2 separate regions of the Sus scrofa genome follow, and region 2 is linked to region 1. A link is a contact called in public promoter capture Hi-C data. All regions are on one chromosome and are shown on one strand. The core of a region is the stretch at or near the end of the contact, and the rest is flanking DNA. Distances in the headings are between cores, read along the strand shown.

Evidence for each region. Promoter capture Hi-C pulls out the DNA fragments that hold promoters and counts their contacts.
Region 2: a contact with region 1 is called in a promoter capture Hi-C map of fetal liver, with 2.5 times the contacts expected there. The contact joins the promoter of LCA5L here to the promoter of PSMG1 in region 1. A contact is called at or near these places in 1 of 5 promoter capture datasets (fetal liver) and 1 of 47 Hi-C or Micro-C datasets (embryonic fibroblasts).

Annotation. Positions count from the first base shown.
Region 1 is chr13:202,773,025-202,777,726 of Sscrofa11.1, forward strand. It overlaps PSMG1 (proteasome assembly chaperone 1), which reads right to left and starts at 2,575. Exons shown (of 7, transcript NM_001244457.1): 1 at 2,400-2,575; 2 at 1,081-1,187; 3 at 57-208. The coding sequence starts at 2,533. BRWD1 (bromodomain and WD repeat-containing protein 1) reads right to left here. Exons shown (of 42, transcript XM_021070988.1): 42 at 3,016-4,702.
Region 2 is chr13:203,042,929-203,047,630 of Sscrofa11.1, forward strand. LCA5L (lebercilin-like protein) reads right to left here and starts at 2,271. Exons shown (of 9, transcript XM_005670355.3): 1 at 1,964-2,271. SH3BGR (SH3 domain binding glutamate rich protein) reads left to right here and starts at 3,647. Exons shown (of 8, transcript NM_001244236.1): 1 at 3,647-3,851. The coding sequence starts at 3,807.

The DNA.
Region 1 (4,702 bases), core at 1,325-3,824:
CACTACATAAATGATGCCTAAAAAACTATCAAACATATGAGTTAGGCCACACGTACCGAGGGATTCGATTTTAGGTGATAAAACACACAAAAAGCCTCCGCTGGGGACAGATGTGTAGTGTCTGTTGTCCGGCACCACTCATTCCAGAGCTTAGCACAACCAACTTCTTCCCAGACTCCTGAATTCATGACAAATGATGATAAAAATGCTGTGAAAAACAGTTCAAGTCAGTTAGTGTTTGGCTCTGCAAGTTGCATTTTCTATTCAATGAAAAATAAATTCCAGTTACTCTTGACCCTTGGAGCTAAAAAAGCCATTTGAGACCATCAACCTTACACCAGCATTTTCCAGAAAAAGGAGAGGCCTCAAGAAATTAAAGGTCACACGCTGAGCCGGGAGATCAGGAGGACAGGCGTAGCGACAGGCCTTCCACACTCTCGCACTCTATACCCGAAGACCTCAGGCCAGGAGAACCTGACATCAACAGTCCAGGTACTGTTCTACTGGCTCTAGCAGTACCTCCCGGCGCAAAGAATCTCTCCTCCAGGCCCATAAATGCCCTAAATCACCCAGGTGCGGGTGTGCGCTGTTCTAACTCAACTCTTCACCCTTCTGACTTAACCTATCAAACGGATTCATATACGACAAGATCCCAGAGATGAAATACTAAAAAAAAACCTCATGATTATTTCTGTTATTTTTAGAGTTCTCATTATGTTTTCAAAGGAGTCTGTTCATTTAAAACACTTGAGGGAGCCCTGCAACTGGGGGCCGCATGCACATGCCGCCACCCCCCACCCCCAGTCTGGCCAAAACTGGCCCAGAAGCCTAAGAAAACCTGGACACTAGAAACTCTTTTTGAGTTTGGAAGTTCCCGAAGCCGAGGATATTTCCCTTAAATCTTATCTTCCAAGTTCATCAAAAAGTGTCACAGGAGCAAGGATAGATTTCACTCAGATACAAGTTTCCTCTGCTATGACTTTTTTGAGAAAAGTAACAGACATCTGAAACTTTTTATGCTGGAGAGACATAATGTCAGACTTTGCTCTTTCAACAAAACAATGTAGCATCTCCACTTACCTACTGCATTATTTCCTATAGCGATTATGAACTTGGAGCAAGGATATTTTTCTAGCAGAGAAACGTCCAAAGATGTTTTTGTCTGTCTTCGAAGGAGCCGAACCTCCCTAACACAAGGAACAAGAGAGACAACTAAAGCCATTTAAATATACTCAGTATCAGAGTGTGACATAAAGGGAACAAATATGATTTTGTGTTAAGAAAAATGCAAACTTTAACTTTATAAAGAAAATAATTACAATCCTAAGGAAACAGTGGATTCGTGCAACAATAATTAATAGGTAAAACCATTCACAGAGAACTAACTGTATGAGACAGATCAGGCTGTCCAGGTGACCCGCTGATCAACCCATCTCAGCATCCCTAAAAGTGGGATAACTGGGTACAGCGTGAAGTAAGACACCGCAAAAACCACTTCCGAGGCATTCGCGCCAGCAAAGCATTGACCAAGCCTCTAGAAAGAACTTTCCTTAACAGGCAAAGCGGGTATACACCCATCTGCACAAAGGACACCAAGAAGAAGCAATGAGACAAACCTAGAGCGTGAGACATCCTAGAGGACAACCAGCCTCTCAGCAACCGTGAAAAAGGAAGGCAGGTGCTCTAACATGAAAGGAAATTCAAGAGACAACACGTCCAAATGTAAGGTGTGGGCTGCGTCAGGGTTCTGATTTACAGAAACACTGTAAAATGTCACATCTAAGACAACTGGATAAACCTGATCGTGGACTGGCTACTAAATAGTAATCAAAAGTATTGTTAAGTATTACGGATGATGACAGCATCTGTACGATGTCTAGCTCGTTGGAGAAGCATTCTGTAAAATGCAGAGGTGAAAGGCCATGGTGACTGGGACTCACCTGGGGCTAGTGAGACAGAAAGTAACTGTGGCACAATCTTATGGGATTGGATGGGCGTAAAATAGCGTTTTACTATTCTCTCCAATGACTGTGTATTTGGAAATAATACTTTCTTTAAAAAGACAGAGCCATCTGGTACTGACACATCCTGCTACCTAACTGGAGTGGAGCAGATGATAAATTTTTTAATAAGAGTTGTCTTAGGTCCGTGGACTAAACACACGACACTCCTGGGGCACGAAGACTGCCCTGCAACCCTGGAAAACCTAACAAGCCCGCAGGAAACGCGCCGCATCACTGCTAAAGGAGGCCTTTAAAGAACGCGAGAGCCCGCCGCAGGCCCACCCGCAGCTGGCGCGGCCGGACCCGCCGGGACCCGCCGCAACCTGCGGCCTGCGCGCCGCCCCGGCTCCTGCGCCCGCCCGGCCCGCGTCTGCGACGGCGCGCCCAGCACCTCACCTCTTTCGTGCCAGCTGTCGCCGGACCTCCCTGTCCTCGGGCGTCTCCCTCCTCCCCTCTTCTTCCTCCTCCTCATCCTCCGTCCCGGCTCGGCAAGGCGCCTTCACCACCTCGCCGAAGAACGTGGCCGCCATGATCTCCCTCCCGGCCGGCTTGCGGCGCCACAAGGCAGCGCATGCGCCCCGCGCATGCGCGCTGCGCGGGCCACGCCCACGCCCCGCCCCTGGCTGCGGGCACGCCCCCTGGCCCACCTGGGGCTCGCGCCCCCGGAAACCGGAGCCACCAAGAGACCGGACGACTGCGGGCTAGAAAGGCCAGGCGAGCCGGGGGGCGGGGCCGCTGTCCCTGCAGGTAACCCACGCGGAAGAGGAGGGGCTCGGCCGCCCCCGCCCTAGTCGGCAGCGCGCCGGGGACCCGGGCCAGCCGGACCGCCTTTCCTTGCGCAGCTCTGCGGTTTCTTCTCGCTTAGGAGTGACGGGATGCGCTGTGGTTTATTAAGCGCCCGGCTTCAAACCTTGACTGTCCCCAGGTAGGTGCCGGCCCCTGGCCTGGCGCCTCCTTGGGACAGCGGACAGAGGATGGGTGGAAGGGCAGGAAGAAATACAGTGCTTCGTAGTGTTGTAAAAATGAGCCTTTACTCTGGCAGTAGGAATTCACATTTCAAAAGCCGATGATTGTCGAGCTAATCTAAAAGATTTCATGAGAATGCAAAAATAGTTGCTTCATTTCTAAAACTTGGCTATTTCATACAAAATTTGTTTTCGCTTTAAATAGCCTTTCATTAATAAGCAAGATATGTAATTATTTTTGAACTGGTTCTCTTCTCTCAATTTTGCTGGAAAACAGTTCACGGAGCACTAGTCCAAGCAGAAGAAAAAAAGGGACACTGTACCACAGTTTAAATGAAAATGAAAAAATACAATATTGCAACAACAACAAAAAAAAACACCATTTATCTAGTGCTGAAACTAGAGGGCATTGCTTACATTCTGGAAACTTGCCAGTAAAGAGTCACAAAGTTAAGTACTAATTTGGGGTGAGGGCAGCCTCGAGATGAAAAAATATCAGAAGTATGTTGCTTAGAAACATCTCTTTTTAAGATGTGGAGAAACAATGATCAACAAAAGCATTTACATAAAGCCAGTGGTTAGCGATTTACACCTTACTGCAAAATAGTATTTTCAGTTGTGAGGCAAGATTTGAACACCTAAGTATAAATAGTAAGACCAAACTGCTATCTAGTAGGAATAGGAAATTTTGGGTATAGTCAGTGAGCTAGAATATGCAAGATTATCTGTGCAATATTTTAAAACTGCATTAACACTCCTGGGTTATTTGACTTTATAGAATGAATTGCAGAATAAAAGTTTGGGTATTACTTTGTCTTAGTCCTTTTGTGGAATAAAATAACTTCCTTTTTAGCCTCAACTGGATTTCGTTACATTACGAAGTAATCATTTCTGGAAAGCTGACAAAAATGATAACTAGAATAATGACAGCACATTTAACCATGATTAAAATTCTGCATACATTTCAGAGAGTTTTGCAAGGATGTTAAATTTTAAACAAATGCTTATTTCATGCAGTTACAGTCAATTTAGGCCAAGCACTTTAAATAGGGCAAGTCTATGTTCAAATTAAATACCCAACCACTGGGAAAGCAGAGTTACAATTTTGAAATGAATTCTTCATGTCACTGAAACTGTCAAAAAATTTTGCATAAAATAGTCTTAACTGAGATTTTAACATTTTCATTTTATGGCATTTGTTGAGGACATAACATACCCAGTAAGAAATTTCTATGAAATTAAGTGTAAATATGGGACTGGAAATAAGTTTAAACATTTCATTAAAGATCAAAAATCAAACCCCATGCACCTAAGAATATTAGCAGTTTATTAGGAATTCTTCCCTTTCTCACCTGTACTAGTAACAAGTTACTGGTATCTGTATTTCAGATGAAAATATACTATAAACAGAGCAAAGAACACAGACTCCGCAGGTTAGAAATATTCTGGCTTAGGCTAAGAAAAAGAAAATGACAACAAAAAGCCTTTTTTTAAGCAGACATGCAACCACAAACAAATTTCTCAAGTAATCAAGACACTTGTTTGATCTGTATAACCAAAAAATATGCATTACATTAGTCTTTTAATGAAAAAGGAATAGAAACCTTAAGTTTCTATATTTTAATTTTTCAGATTTACACATGCAAATCATATATTAATATTCACAGATATTTTTAAATGGAAAAACAACTTGTTTCTAACAATCATTTTTTCCAATAGCATGTTACTGAATTA
Region 2 (4,702 bases), core at 1,021-3,520, 270 kb after region 1:
GGGGGGGGGGGAGGGGGATGAACTCCCCAAGGGCAGGGACCGTCTTCTCTGTTGCTGCATCACTGTGACTGGAGCATCAGCGCCCAGGTCCTTATTGTCAAAGTCATCAGCACAGTGATGCTCATTTGTCTCCATTTCAACTTACCTCTTTGGGTGCTTCTCTAAAAAGCCAAAAAAGAGAGTACAGAACAAACAGAAGGTAAATGACTATGTGACTTTTTTTCCTCACTTGGAAGAAGTCTGTGGATTCTTTTATTCTTCCGTAAAGTCAGTTTTAAAGTTCTAGCCATAGTTCTATCCAGAGTCACTGTCATATACCTTGGAAAGCTAAAGGGCATCTTTCACTTTTTAGCTTAATTGTAGGGTGCTTATGTAGCTCTGTCCACTTGGCTTAAAAGTCACAATTCTTGGAGTTCCCGTTGTGGTGCGGTGGAAATGAATCTGACTAGGAACCATGAGGTTGTGGGTTTGATCCCTGGCCTTGCTCAGTGGGTTAAGGATCTGGCATTGCCGTGAGCTGTGGTGTAGGTCGCAGATGCGGCTCAGATCCTGTGTTGCTGTGGCTGCAGCAGAGGCCGACAGCTGTGGCTCCAATTTGACTCCTGGTCCGGGAACCTCCATATGCTGCAGGTGTGGCCCTAAAAAGCAAAATAAAATAAAAAAAAATAAAGTCACAATTCTCGAAATACATACTAAAAACGGTGCTAGTTTACCTATGGAAAATTTAAAATTCATATCCTTTTAAAAAAACCTTAGTCACATGAAAGAACAGAGAACGGGAAAAGAGTACACTGTCTACACTCGAGGCAATTAGGAGGCTGCAGAAATTATCCAGGCCTGGGCCAGGGTGGTGATAGTGGGGCTGGGAGAAATGACTGGTGTGTGGGTACTTTGTGAAGGATGTCTTGACAGACTGACACGAGAAGGGACAGAATGGGAGTCAAGAAAGACACCAAGGGCCAGACGGCTAGGAGAATGGTTTCCAGTTACTGGGGTGGGTAACAGCAAGGGAGGAACAGGTGTAAGGCAACGTTCTGGACTTGCTGTGCTGGAGATGCCTTAGACATCTAAGTAGAGATATGGGCAGGCAGACACTGGTCTCACGGTCAGAGGAGGGTCAGGGATGGAGACAGACAAGAGAGGTTCACTGCGCTTTGAGCCCACGAGACTCGACAAATTTAACTAGAAAGGGAGAACAGATTAGAAAAGAAAAAGGTTCAAGGTCGTGTTTGGCAGTGAAAAACTAGTCTGCAAAAAGTCACCGGATGGCACACCTGTGGCAAGGAAATGTTAAAGCACCCCGGGGAAACCGTGGACATAGTTCCAAGGTCGAGGTGAGTAGGTGAGGGACAAACACAGAACAAACAAAGGATTCAGATTTCCTCCGGTTTGGTGATTGGGGCGTGTCAGCGCTAAGGGGAGAAGAAAAAAAGAAAACACGGCAAAAGAAAGCTGGTAGGAGCAAAAGTGAAGTTATCAGATTCATATATAAGAGATACATGACGGCGAAAGCCTGAGAGTCGGGTGGGCGGGTGACATCGACCCCAGCGTGACCGGGGTACAGGGTCGGGTGGGGTGACTGGAGCCTGGCCGCTCCCCTGGCCGCACCCGCGCCGGCTCCCAGCCGGGCCCTGCCCCAGTTCCTCCAGCAGCCAGACCGCGTGCGGGCGGGTCGGGGTCCCGGGGCCAGCGTGGGCTTGTGTGCTGCGTGGGCTCGGTCACTGGCCGAGCAGGGAAGAAGGACGCCGACAGTGGCTCTTCAGGCTGCACTTTGCAGGAGGAAGCGGCCTGACGACCTGGCTACATTACCAACTCGAGTACAGCCAGGCAGCGAGGCCCGAGCTGGGCAGGGGCTACAGCTGAGTGACCAGGCGACACTGTAAGTTAAGGTTCGGAAAGTTTAGCAGGAGGCTCGGCTGGGGCTGGGCGGAGGCCTCGGGCTGCAGGGCGCGGCGGCGGTTACCTGTTGCGCGCGGCTCCGGCTGCAGCGCTAACCCAGCGGCCTCCCGGCGCTGACGCGTTGCCCTGGAAACTGGCACGCTGGGCCTTCTGGGACCTGCCGGGAGGGGCGGAGCCGCGAGTCTGCGCGCACGCGCACTGGGACCCCGTCTGGTGGTGCGTGGCTCCGGCGGTCTAGGGCGGGGGAGAGTCCTGCTCCACGTGATTCCTCCTTGAGAGAGAAGTGAGCTGGCGGCGTAGGCGTTTGCAAAGGAGCCTCAGGTTGCACCTCCTCAGGGCCCGGGACCTCGGTGGCGCCCTGGCCGCGCCGGGGTGAGAGAGCCGGCCCCGCGACGTCCCCGTAGGCTCGGAGATCCCGCGGTTCTTTCGCGCGCCGGTTAGCCCTCGCCCTTGCACCGGGTGTTTTGAATCCGAGTCCGTTGCGCGTGTCTGGTTCCTAGCTTGGGAGGGGCGTGGATGGAGAGCTGAGCGCTCCTGTTAACCTCTCTGTGTAAAGATAGATTTCTTGGGTGAAAGGAGAAAACCATGACAATGAAGCAATGCATGCTTGGTGTAGAAAATTGACAATGTACAGGAAAGTACAAGAAGATGTAAAAATCACCAAGATCATGGAATTACAAGTGCTAAAAAGTGATTGCGTAAGAATTTTTAGTGATACATTGGCATCATTAACGAAGCTTAGCACTATTTCTCTTCTCCTCTTCCTCCTCCTCCCATTGTATCAACGCCCTGTTGAATGTCCTTGTAGATTAATTTTAGGGGTCACTCCTAGTTAGAATGCGTTCTTCCAGGTTGCCATAGCCACCTCCTCCTTGAGCAGCAAGGGACTTAAAAAAGAGACTCATTTCTCTAAAGAGGACTAAATATCCTCCCTTCGTTTGCCCCTAACACCCTTGATCTTGGTTTTGGAACCCATCGAAGAGTTGGGTGGCTAGCTTTTGGGCGTCTTACTAGATTTTTAACAACAACAGCAAAATCTAACTTTGAACACAATTCAAACATCTATACAAATAAGATGAGGGAGCCTGCTACCAACAGACCATTAATCTCCCCCCCCACACCCCGCCCCAAGGTCTCTGAAACAGCGGAGACAATTTGTTTGTTGAAGTCATGGGTGCTGACAAGCCAGCCGCCACCTCCCTGCCGGGTCTGGGATGTCAGTGAAACCTTACACGGTCCCTCGGCTTGTCAGCTCCGGTTCTTTAAAAGGAACAGGTGGCAAAGGGAGAAAACTGGCCACAGGCCACTCTTAACGGAATCTATTGTATGACGATTCATTTGATTTGTAAACAGATGTGTCAGAAAAATTAAAAGGAAGGAACGCGCTCTGTATTTGTTTAAAGGCTTCGGTGCCTGTTCTGACCCTTCCGGTTCGTTTGGCAGAAGCCCTGTAAACAAAGCCTCCTCCGGGACCGAGCCGGTGTTTTCTGGGCTTTTCCGGCTCCCGAGAGCCCTTCCCTCCTCCTCCCTCCTCCTCCTCCTCCGGTACCCGGGCCCCACCTCCCTCCGGTCCGAGACACCTCCCCGCCGGTCTCTGATTGGTGCAGAGCGCAGCCTTGCCTTTTAGGGACTGTTGTCGGGCTGTTAAAGTGATAAGGGAAAGCGTCCAGTGGCTGCTTTTACCAACCAATCAACTATTTTCCTGACAGATCCCCAAATATTCCCGAGCCAATGGAGGGGAGAGCCCGAGATGCCTGGGCCTCTCCTGGGAGAGGCAGGAGCTCAGACAGCCCTGGGCCCCCGCCAGCCCCCACCTGGCATTTGTCTGTGTCACTGTCAGGATTTGTCTAGCGCCGCGTCCCCTAGCAGGGGTGTGTTGGGGGGAGCCCTCTTTCCAGACTCTCAAAATGGTTATCAAAGTGTTTGTTGCCACATCTTCTGGGTCCATAGCGGTAGGTGTCTGATGGAATGGGGGGGCTTGTCTTCCTGTCCTACTTTCTGAGTATCTTAGACTTGGAATAGAAGGAGCCGGTATGACCCAGCGCTGGCCTTAAATTTCTTTTTTCAGGCGTAAGTAAACGCGGCTCGGCAGTCAGTCTGTGAGCCCTTTGCTTTCGGCCTTGGTTCGAATGGTGTTTAGCGTGTGAAATGTGTGATCCGGGGTAGCTGGGTGTGGAAGGGGAGTCCAGGAAGGGGGCGTGTTGCTGCTAGAACTTTGAACATGTGATTTCAGTCCTGTTGTATCGCATATGTATCTATGATCGAATCAGAGGGACTTTTTTGGTGTGTGGAGTGTTTCTGCCGTTCCTTCTGTCAGATTTATTTAAAATTGCACATAATGTAAAAATATTTGGAGCGTATGATGGACCAGATTATTAAAATGACTCCTGGGTGCAATGACTTGTGTATATCATGTAACTGTAACAAAAAGTGTAAAGTTAGCGTGTGTAATGCTATTATTTGAGGAAAATGATACCGCAGTGACCAGAACAAACATTTCTAAGGCCCCAGATTTAGATATGCCAGGAATTCAAACGGACCAAAAATAGGCGTGAAAAGTCGACCCCCCCATAACATCGCTTGGTCAGATTTCGCGTAAAGGAAGGGCTTTTCTCCTTGGAAATAGTTCAGGCTTTGATTTTAGGCTTGAACCTGCAGAGTCTGCCTGGGACTGAGATTTCAGCCAGCATTTTAGCATCTCAGAGGCTGTGGAGAGAAAACAGTTTTATTAGTCCTGAAAGCGGGAGACCTGCAGCGGGGCTGTTTCCTTTTATATCTGGTCCCTGGACCTTCTCAGGTTGCA